Linked DNA regions of Gossypium hirsutum: region 2 is linked to region 1. A link is a contact called in public Hi-C data. All regions are on one chromosome and are shown on one strand. Each heading gives the region's core, a stretch centred on a gene start, on an enhancer-like site or on the middle of the called end of the contact. The rest is flanking DNA. Distances are from core to core; before and after follow the strand shown. Region 1 holds the start of LOC107913009 (histone H1). Region 2 has its middle 21 kb from the start of LOC107911389.

Region 1 (4,532 bases), core at 1,267-3,766:
TAATTTTAAATTTATTTTTAAGTCCTATAGAATAAAAATTAAATTTTATATGCTAATCTAAAACTTATTTTAATAGTCAGATATTAATTTTTTAGATAAATGTTGTAATATATTTTAAATATCATTTGAAGTAAGGTATTTAGTTGTAACAGTGTAAAATTAAAAGTTTTACACCTTTTTCTAATCCTTGATCACAATTAAATGATTAAAACATTATTCTAATTAAAAACACGCCTTATTTTTATATTTTCTCTCTTTTTAAGGTCATCATCATCCCATTACTTAAGAGATTTAACATTCTCATTTATGAAAAACATATAGATCAACATCAACATTTGTTAATTGCAGACAAAAAAAAAATTTCTCCCACTTTCCACTAAAACAATGCAACATAATTTCATTTTTTTTAGGAGAGAAATTCATTATTAATCTATATTTATCTTCCTTTTCAACAATTACCACTCATTTCGCCTCATAGCTACTTCTTTAAAATTATTTGAAGTTATAGAAGCTAAGACATCCATTTTAGAAGGATTTTAATGACTTTTTTTTACTAGTAAAATTTAAATACACAATGATTCTACAACTTAAGATTACTTTTGGCCAGATTTCATATTCAATGTTTCAAAACATTCAAGTGAAAATTCATAATAAAAAAAACCTTGAGAATTAAATAATTTAATTGGATATTAAAAAAGTTAGATTAAATGGTAAAAGAAGATAAATAGAGATGGATTTTGATGTTGATCTCAAAGTTAAGGGGAGATGAAGATTTAAATGTGATCAAGGACTAAAAAAAGGTGTAAAACTTTTAGTTTTGTATAAAGTGGATCTCTCTTAAAATTATATGTTTGTTAATAATAAATATCATTTGATGCATATAATTTTGAACTCTCATTTTTAATAGTGCTTGCCAGCTCTACTTGGAGTTACCATTTGTGCTGGTATGTATCCAACAAAATCATCCACATAGGCAGGCAGCCCATGGTTTTTGTTTTAATGAGATTGCTTATTGTGAGGGGATCATCATGAAGTTGGTTTCTCTTCAACCGCTTTAAAATTATCCTTAAATGCCAGTAGTGTGAAATCATTAAATATTGGACTTGATTGAATTTTGGTAGTAGCAGAAATGAAAAAGAAGGATTGTATGCGTTGGTTTAATTTTTTTTTATCTCAATAACGTATTACATGAACTAATTAAATTGGAGTTTGGTATATTTAGGGAAAACATGAGTGACGGAGGTGGTGGCGATGATCTTGCTCTCAATGGTCGAAGCACAAAGAAAGTATGCTTCAAAGATGGTGGTGAAGGTGAGCCTTCAGATTCAGATATGGCAATTGACTTAGCTCCAGCTATGCCTGTATCATGGAGGGACAAGGTTCTGAGGAAAGGTAGCGAGGGTCTGAGAAGGATACGAGTCTAACTGTGGTGGAAGATAATGAAGATTGGTTCTTTTAGAGGGAGACATTATAAAATCTTCAATTGATGGAGTCCCGTCGATTAGTTTCTCCGATCACATTCAATAGATTCTAATAAAAAACATGGAGTTGACTGTAGTGGTCAAATTGTTAGGTCAAAATATTGGTCACGTCACTTTACATAATCGGGTTAGATATTTATGGAAGACTTCTAAACCTTTTCAACTAATGGACATTGAGAATGGGTACTTTCTGGTAAAATTTCAGTGTTGAATATTTCAAAAAGGTTCTTTATCAGGGGCAATGGATAATCTATGGTCAATATTTGATCGTTCAACCATGGACAACGGACTTTAACCCGATGCAACCCTTCCCGAAAATGGTTTTAACTTGGATTAGATTTCCTGGACTTCCAAGCATATGTACAATCAGTGATTCTTGGGGAAATTAGTGGTCTAGTTGGGAAAGTGTCTAAACTAGACTTCAAAATCAGAAGCAGAACAAGGGGGCATTTTGCCCGAATGGTCGTCTATGTTAACATCGATAAGCCACTTATTTCTCGTATTCGGATTAACAGTGAGATTCAAAGGGTCGAATATGAGTCTTTACCGACAATATGCTATACCTGCAGTTGTTATGGGCATGTGAAGGACCTATGCCCTTTCAAAGATGGGTGGCCAACACAGGGGGAAGAGAAGGAACTGATGGAGACAACCTTGACCACAGACGCAGAAAAGTCTGTCGACTCCTCAAGTTTCCACCTCTGGATGCAGGTGGAAAGGAAAATTCGGCGTAATAGAAGGGCGCAACGGGATCAAAGGACCAAAAATCAAGGGCAGGGGATCATAGGATCTAGATTCTTGACATTATCAAATGTTAACGATGGCATTGAAGAAGTTGATGAAAATGGAAAGGTGATTAGGAATGGTCTAAAGGGGCTTTAGGGGTTTCTTTGGAGAACAATTAGAGGTCTCAAGTTAGGGCTAAAGTGGGGAGCAAGAGCTTAAAAGCTATTGAAGCAAGTTCTTCTTTAGTAAATGGGTCAGGGATTATAAACTCGAATGATGAGAGGGTACCAGCTAAGAATGGGTCGATGGATTTGGGTATTGAAAGGGTGGGAAAGGCAATTGGAAAAAAGCCTATTAATGAGGCTGGGTCGATTGTATCTGGGCTAATTAATGTGGAAAGCCTTAAGGATAATTCAGGTGGTGTTAAAGGAATTGATTTGTCGTCTCTTATTCCACAACAGGGATGCAAATGTATAGGCCATATTGGGGATTCAAATTTCAGCTTGGGGAATCGGTTACTGCTGGTGTTATTAATAATTTTTTTACCACTTCTGGTAAGGTACCTACAGGTACTCTGTTGTGTCTTAACCCCATATTTGACGATACGCTTGAAAAGGAAGTGGTTACTAGCCCGAGTGTTTTGCATCCCAGGAAGTATACTACTATCATTTTTAGGGAAATTGGTGATCCCAACATTATTAATAATTCGGGTAGTGCCTCTTTTGTCAAAAAAAAAAATCTTAAACAGGGCTTTAAAGGACGTGGTTTTGGTAATAAATTTGAGCATGGCCGGAATGGGAGGAAGCTCAATAGGGTTATTCGAGAGCGTGGAGACCATTTCAAGGTTATTGGTTTATCTCGAGTGCCCGTGGCTGATACAATGAATTCAATGATGGATTTAATTAATTCTTAGATTGAACAAGATTTGAGCAAGGTTTCTTCCAGTATGGAAGACTTACCGGTTAAGGAATTAGGCTCCACTGAGTAGTAAAAGGTCAGTTTTCATCTCCTTGTTTGCAATTATGAATTTGACTATTTTCACTTAGAATTGCCAGGGTTGTGCTAGTGTTAAGTTTCTTTTTCTTTTTTTTAAATAAAATTTTGAATATAAGCCTGATATTGTGGGGGTTTTTTTGAAATATGAGTTAGTAGTGTTAAAGCAAATATAACCATTGCGAAATTGGGTTTTCAGTATTCACATCTAGTGGAGGCCATTAGTTTTTTTTTTTTTTTTGGTATTTGGATTGGTTGGAAAGATTCAGTTCGAGTAGATATAATGTATAATCATTCTCAATTTATTCTAGTGCTAATGTTTGAGGGTGGATTTTCCCAACCTATTTATGTTGCTTTTGTCTACAGTAGCCCTTATAGCCAAAAACAGAAAAAAAATTTAGGAGGGGTTAAAATTGGGCATTTCTTTCTACAGATATCTTTGGCTTTACTATTGGAAACTTTAATACGAAATTATCCTTTGATGATAAAATAGTTGATCGCAGAAATAGTAAAAGGTGTCCCCTATTTGGTGATTTAATAGAGTCTGTTGAGCTTCAAAGGACCATCATTTACTTGACATAGATGAGGAGTCTTTAAACGCTTTGATAAAGAAATTGGAAATGGCGGGATAGTTAACACTTTTCCTAATTGCACAGTTACTCATCTTCCGAAACTGAAATAGGATCACAGGCTTCCTCTTCTGTCCTTAAAACCAATAAGAAGCTTGCCTAAAGGTAGACCTTTTAGATTATTGGCAGGTTGGGTTGACCATCTGAGGTTTCCTGACTTTGTCAGAGATAACTGGAAAATCGATGGGAATATGATGGACTTTATTGCTCAATTTACCTCTAGTATAAATCCTGTAATAAGTCTGTTTATGGTCATCTCGGTGTTCGTAAAAAATAACGTTTGAGGAAGCTCTCACGTATTCAAAAGGATATAGAAAGCACAAGTTTTGACAGTCTAGCTTGTTTAGAAATGAAAGTAAGAGATGATCTAAAAGGAGTTCTTCATCATGAGGAATTACTCTGGAAGTAGAAAGCTAAGTGCGATTGGTTGAGTTTAAAGGACCGTAATACCACATTTTTTCACAAACGCACTTTACAGATAAGGAAGCATAATCAAATCTCGGCTCTTAAAAATGAGGAGGGTGAATGGATCTTTGATGAAACCATTTAACAATAGTAGGTGATTACTTTTTTCCAAAAATTTTTTGGGGAACACCCCACTAGAATGAGAGATCTGCCACCTAATAATTTTTCGAAGCTTGAGTTTAGTGATATTCTCTTTTTGGGCAAGGCGATTTTAAGGAATGAAATCGAGAAAGCTTTA
Region 2 (4,532 bases), core at 1,221-3,720, 80 kb after region 1:
GAAATAGAATACTGAGAATTTAGCACACGATAAGAGACACAGGCGTATGTCTCAGCCGTGTGAGGCACACGGCCTAGAACATGGGTGTGTGACTTTGCCGTGTGAAAACTGCACCTAATTTTAGAAAAATAAATTGGTCACACGGCCTAACACATGGACGTGTGGTTGGCCGTGTGACCCAAGTCAGGGAGTTACACGGGGTAAGACACGGCCTGAGGCACGAACATGTCATGGGACCACATGGGCGTGTGTGACCCCTGTACCTAAGAAAAATTTTAAAATTTTATGAAAAATTTTCTAAGTTTTTGAATTAGTCCTGAATTGATTCTAATACTTGTATTGGGTCTCGAGGGTCCATTTAAGGGACATTATGAATAATCTTGAAAAATGTATAGCATTTGACAAGAATTATTTGTAAATAATCCAAAAATTTCAGTAATACTCTGTAACCTTGTTCCGGCAACGGATATGGGTTAAGGGTATTACAAGCCTATCCCAAATAAAAATGTTAAAATCCGAGCTCGGCCTGGTCCATTCATATTAAAAAAATTATATTGTTTTTTATACAAAAATAAATTTTAAAAATATAATACATCAAATACACTAAAAACATTAAAATAAATATTTCCTAACAAATGGAAAAAATAAAATATATATATACACTTAAATAACACTAACATAAGTGGAACTTAGCAAACAAATACCTCTAATATAGTAGCAAAATTAATAATAAAACAAGAATTATACAATATCTAAACAATAATAACAAAATCGGAACAATATAATAACAAAACAATAAAAAAAAAGCAACAAAAAAACAGCAATAATATTTTTTTTACAAATTCGGACCGGGCTAAACTCAAGATAAAAAAATTTATATGAGATTAAACCCATTTAAAAAAGAGTATTATTTTTTTATTCAAACTCATTTTCTAAGTTGATAATTTTATCCAAATTATCACATAAATAACCGTCGGGAGGAGAATTCTAGTAATGTCTTGCATGAAAAAGTTAATAAAAGAATGGGTATGGTTGGGTTTGTTGGGTGGTATGATTGACCATCATTGTTCTTCAAAAGGATGCTTTTGTTTTGGTCAACCATTACAATAATTGCTATGCATGTTCATCCGCCTCCCTCTCTCTCTCTGATGAAAATAAATAAATAAATAATGCTTAGGGGCGCACTTAACATGAAAATTCTGGGTTGGTCGGCCCATAAGCTTAGATCCATACTCCGACCAAGTTCGACAAAACATGTCTAAAAGTTTATTATGGCAACAATAAAGCCTATCAAAATATGAAAATTTAATGGCAAGTTTTGAGTTTGTTTTCACCAGATTTTTATTTTAGGTAATTGTGTGAGTTTTTTCGCATTTAAAATATTATAAAATTTTTAAAAAAATTATTACATCATTTTTTAATATTTATATTTTTAATATTATACTATACTTTTATAGCTAACCATTTAATCTTGCTTATAAAATTTAAAAACTTTACTAATTGTACATTAAATATTATTCTTTTAAAATAATATATATAAAAGAAATATTTTGGGCATGGGCAGGGAGATGAGATTGATCATAATTGGTTGACTGCACTCATTTGGAGAAACGTGATTGGGGATACTTTGTTGGATACCTGATTAAGACGTTTCCTTTGAGTTGGGTTCAATTAAATCCTTTCCTTAATGGGGTTTGTTTTTGACTTTATCTGATTTAAAAGGCACAAAATAATTGTTGAAATATTGAGTAAAAAAAGAAAAACTAAAACATAGAATTTTATTGTTGCCTAGCGTTGATTTAATCAACTATGAAGACATTAACGTGTAATACTTGGGGTCGTGGTGGTTGTGTTCTGAGTTAGAATAAATATACAGTTAATTAGTGTGATGCAGGTTTTATGTGCTTTAATTCATGAAACCATAATTTTTACAAAATTGACAGGGTCATGTTTTGTTTTTATTTGATAATTTATTAATTCTAAAACATGGAGAAAAGAAGTTAAAAATGATACTGTCTAAACTGAAGAGGGGCGAGGATCCATTACAAGTATCATTAATTTTTACTCCTTTTAGGGTTCAAATTCATGATATCCCAATAGGGTTTTTTTGTGAAAATTTAGCTGTACAGTTGGATAATTTTATAGGGGTTTTCTTGGAATATGATGGGTCAAACCTTAGAAAAGAAAATCGTAATTATATGAGGGTAAGGGTGCAGATTGATGTTAGAAAGCCGCTAAAAAGGAAGAAGCAGATCATGTGAACATCCGTCTCCTTTTTGTTTCTTTTGTGGACGTTTGGGACATAGCAACTCTTTCTGTGAAACTAAAATGATGTTAGGGGTGGAAGTAGCTGAAATGAGCTGGGATTTATCATTACGGTCAGAAACTAAAAGGGCACTCTCGATGAACGGGTTAGAAAAGAAAGGGGTGGAAAAGTCGTTGACCCAATTTTGGGATTTTTAACATAGAAGTGGGAAGTCAGTCGCTAGCTCAACGGAAGGACAAAACTTAGTGCAATCAGATGCGAATGGTTATGGAGCATGATTTGATGGGGAATAAAAGGAACAGGGGAGAGATGGAAGATGCAACCAGAAATATAGTGTGGTAATGTGCTGACAAGGAATAGAAGATTGGGAGAAGTTAATCCTTTATCATCGGCAGCAGCCAAGAGGCAAGCCGACCGGGCGCAATGAAAATTATAAGCTGGAACATCCGAACATCCCAATTCCACGGACAGTTAAAAGACTTCGGCATTTGCTGAAGATTCATAATCCCCATATTGTCTTCTTTAAGGAGACAAAAGTTAACACAAAACAGATGGAACGAGTTCATAGAAGAAGTGGATTTATAAATAGTATTGAAGTTAATCCAGAAGAAACGAGAGGAGGATTGTGTTTAGCATGGAGGGCTGATTTTAATATAACACTTCAAAGTTTTTCTAAAAGACACATTGATGTGATAGTTGAAGATAAGGAAAAAGGAACTAATTGGAGATTTACTGGATTCTATGGATCTAAATATGCGCAAGATAGAAATGATGCATGGGATATTTTGAAAAGTTTAGCTTGCGAAGTGGCTACTCCATGATACAAATCCCGCTTGCAGAGACGGAGCACGAGGATACTCAAGTTTGGAAGGGGGAATTATCCGGTAAATATTCAGTATGCAGCGCCTATAAACTATTACAAGATGCTAATCTGGGGTCTGAAACTAAGGAATTTTACAGAAAATTATGGAGCCTAAAACTATCCCCAAAAATTGCAATCACTATCTGGCGAATTTCCTGGGATTTCATTCCTAATCTAGCTAATCTTAGGTATAGAAGAGTTGCAACAAATGATAGATGTCCCCGATGCTGTTCTTGGACAGAAAATAGTCTCCATATCTTCCGAGATTGTCCTACAACAATAGAAGTTTGGCAGTTTGGCAGTTTATTCATTTAGCATGGGTTATGAATAACAGAAGTCAAAATCTGTGGGAGTGGCTAACCTGGGTATTCAAGGGAGGAACTGATGATCAAAGCCGACTTTTTTGTTACGCCTTATGGTTAATATGGTTCTCCAGAAATAAGTTTGTGCATGAAAGGGAAAAGACAACAGGAAGAATTTTAGCACAAAATATACAGGGGCACATGGCAGAATATGAAGGAGTACGAGCAATGACGAATACCAGTACAATGAGAAGAAATCACAAATTCCAGGAGGACATACCGAGAGTCACGATCTTCTTTGATGCAGCGTTTGACAGCAGAAACAACAGATCAGCAACAGGTCTGGTGGCTCGGGATCTGAGGGGGGAATTACTGGTACTCAAAACGATTGTTCACAACAGTGTCTCATCCCCATTTGCAGCAGAAGCATATGCATGTTTAGGAGGAGTGAAGTTAGGGATAGCATTAGAAGTTCAATCGATCAAGCTGATGGGAGATTCCAGAACAGTAATCAAAAAATGTCGACCGAGCTTAAATGATAAATCAGTAATTGGGGCTATCATCAGAGACATTCAAAATAAGAAATCTTGTTTTCAAGAAATTATCTTTCAACACATACACAGATCAAGGAACTCGCAAGCACACAGATTAGCAAAGGACGCTCTTGAAAGTGGAGAAAATTTTTACCTGACGAGAGAAGAGTTGAATAGCCATCATGTGGTTTCGGAGAGAAGGCGGCCACGGAATCCAGATTGAAGAAGAATAAGAAGGAAATAATTTCAAGAAGGAGATAGTAGGTAAAGTTTATCTGTTGAAACTAGTATTGACAAGACGGAATGGTGATTGAAACGACAAGTCAAGGAAAATAATGGAAGCCAGCCGTTTGATCTGATGAAGGCAGATTTTTAGGTTTACTTTTTTACTTTTTCATTTATCTCTTGTTTTTTCATTTAATGCTTTTCTTTTCCATTAAGTTAAACATTAAGTGCTGGTATTCACTATTACTTTAGTGTGGGCCGAATTTATTTTTTTAAAGTATTAGGATTGGGCTTAATGGTATATTGGGCCTCCATTTTGCTTTTTTCATCTTCTATTTAATAAA

The links. Hi-C and Micro-C count contacts between places; a contact is called where the count stands out from the background.
Region 2: a contact with region 1 is called in a Hi-C map of hypocotyl, with 4 times the contacts expected there. The contact joins the enhancer-like site here to the promoter of LOC107913009 in region 1. A contact is called at or near these places in 14 of 34 Hi-C or Micro-C datasets (anther, callus, hypocotyl and 3 more).

Annotation. Positions count from the first base shown.
Region 1 is chrA11:25,209,124-25,213,655 of Gossypium_hirsutum_v2.1, forward strand. It overlaps LOC107913009 (histone H1), which reads left to right and starts at 2,517. Exons shown (of 3, transcript XM_041081461.1): 1 at 2,517-3,201.
Region 2 is chrA11:25,288,886-25,293,417 of Gossypium_hirsutum_v2.1, forward strand. No RefSeq gene overlaps it. Among protein-coding and RNA genes, the nearest start is that of LOC107911389, 21 kb to the right of the region's middle. Within about 2 kb of position 2,471, at least 8 of the 9 cell types and tissues checked have an H3K27ac peak or open chromatin away from gene starts, as enhancers often do. A contact at or near this core is called in hypocotyl and leaf, where this site is marked.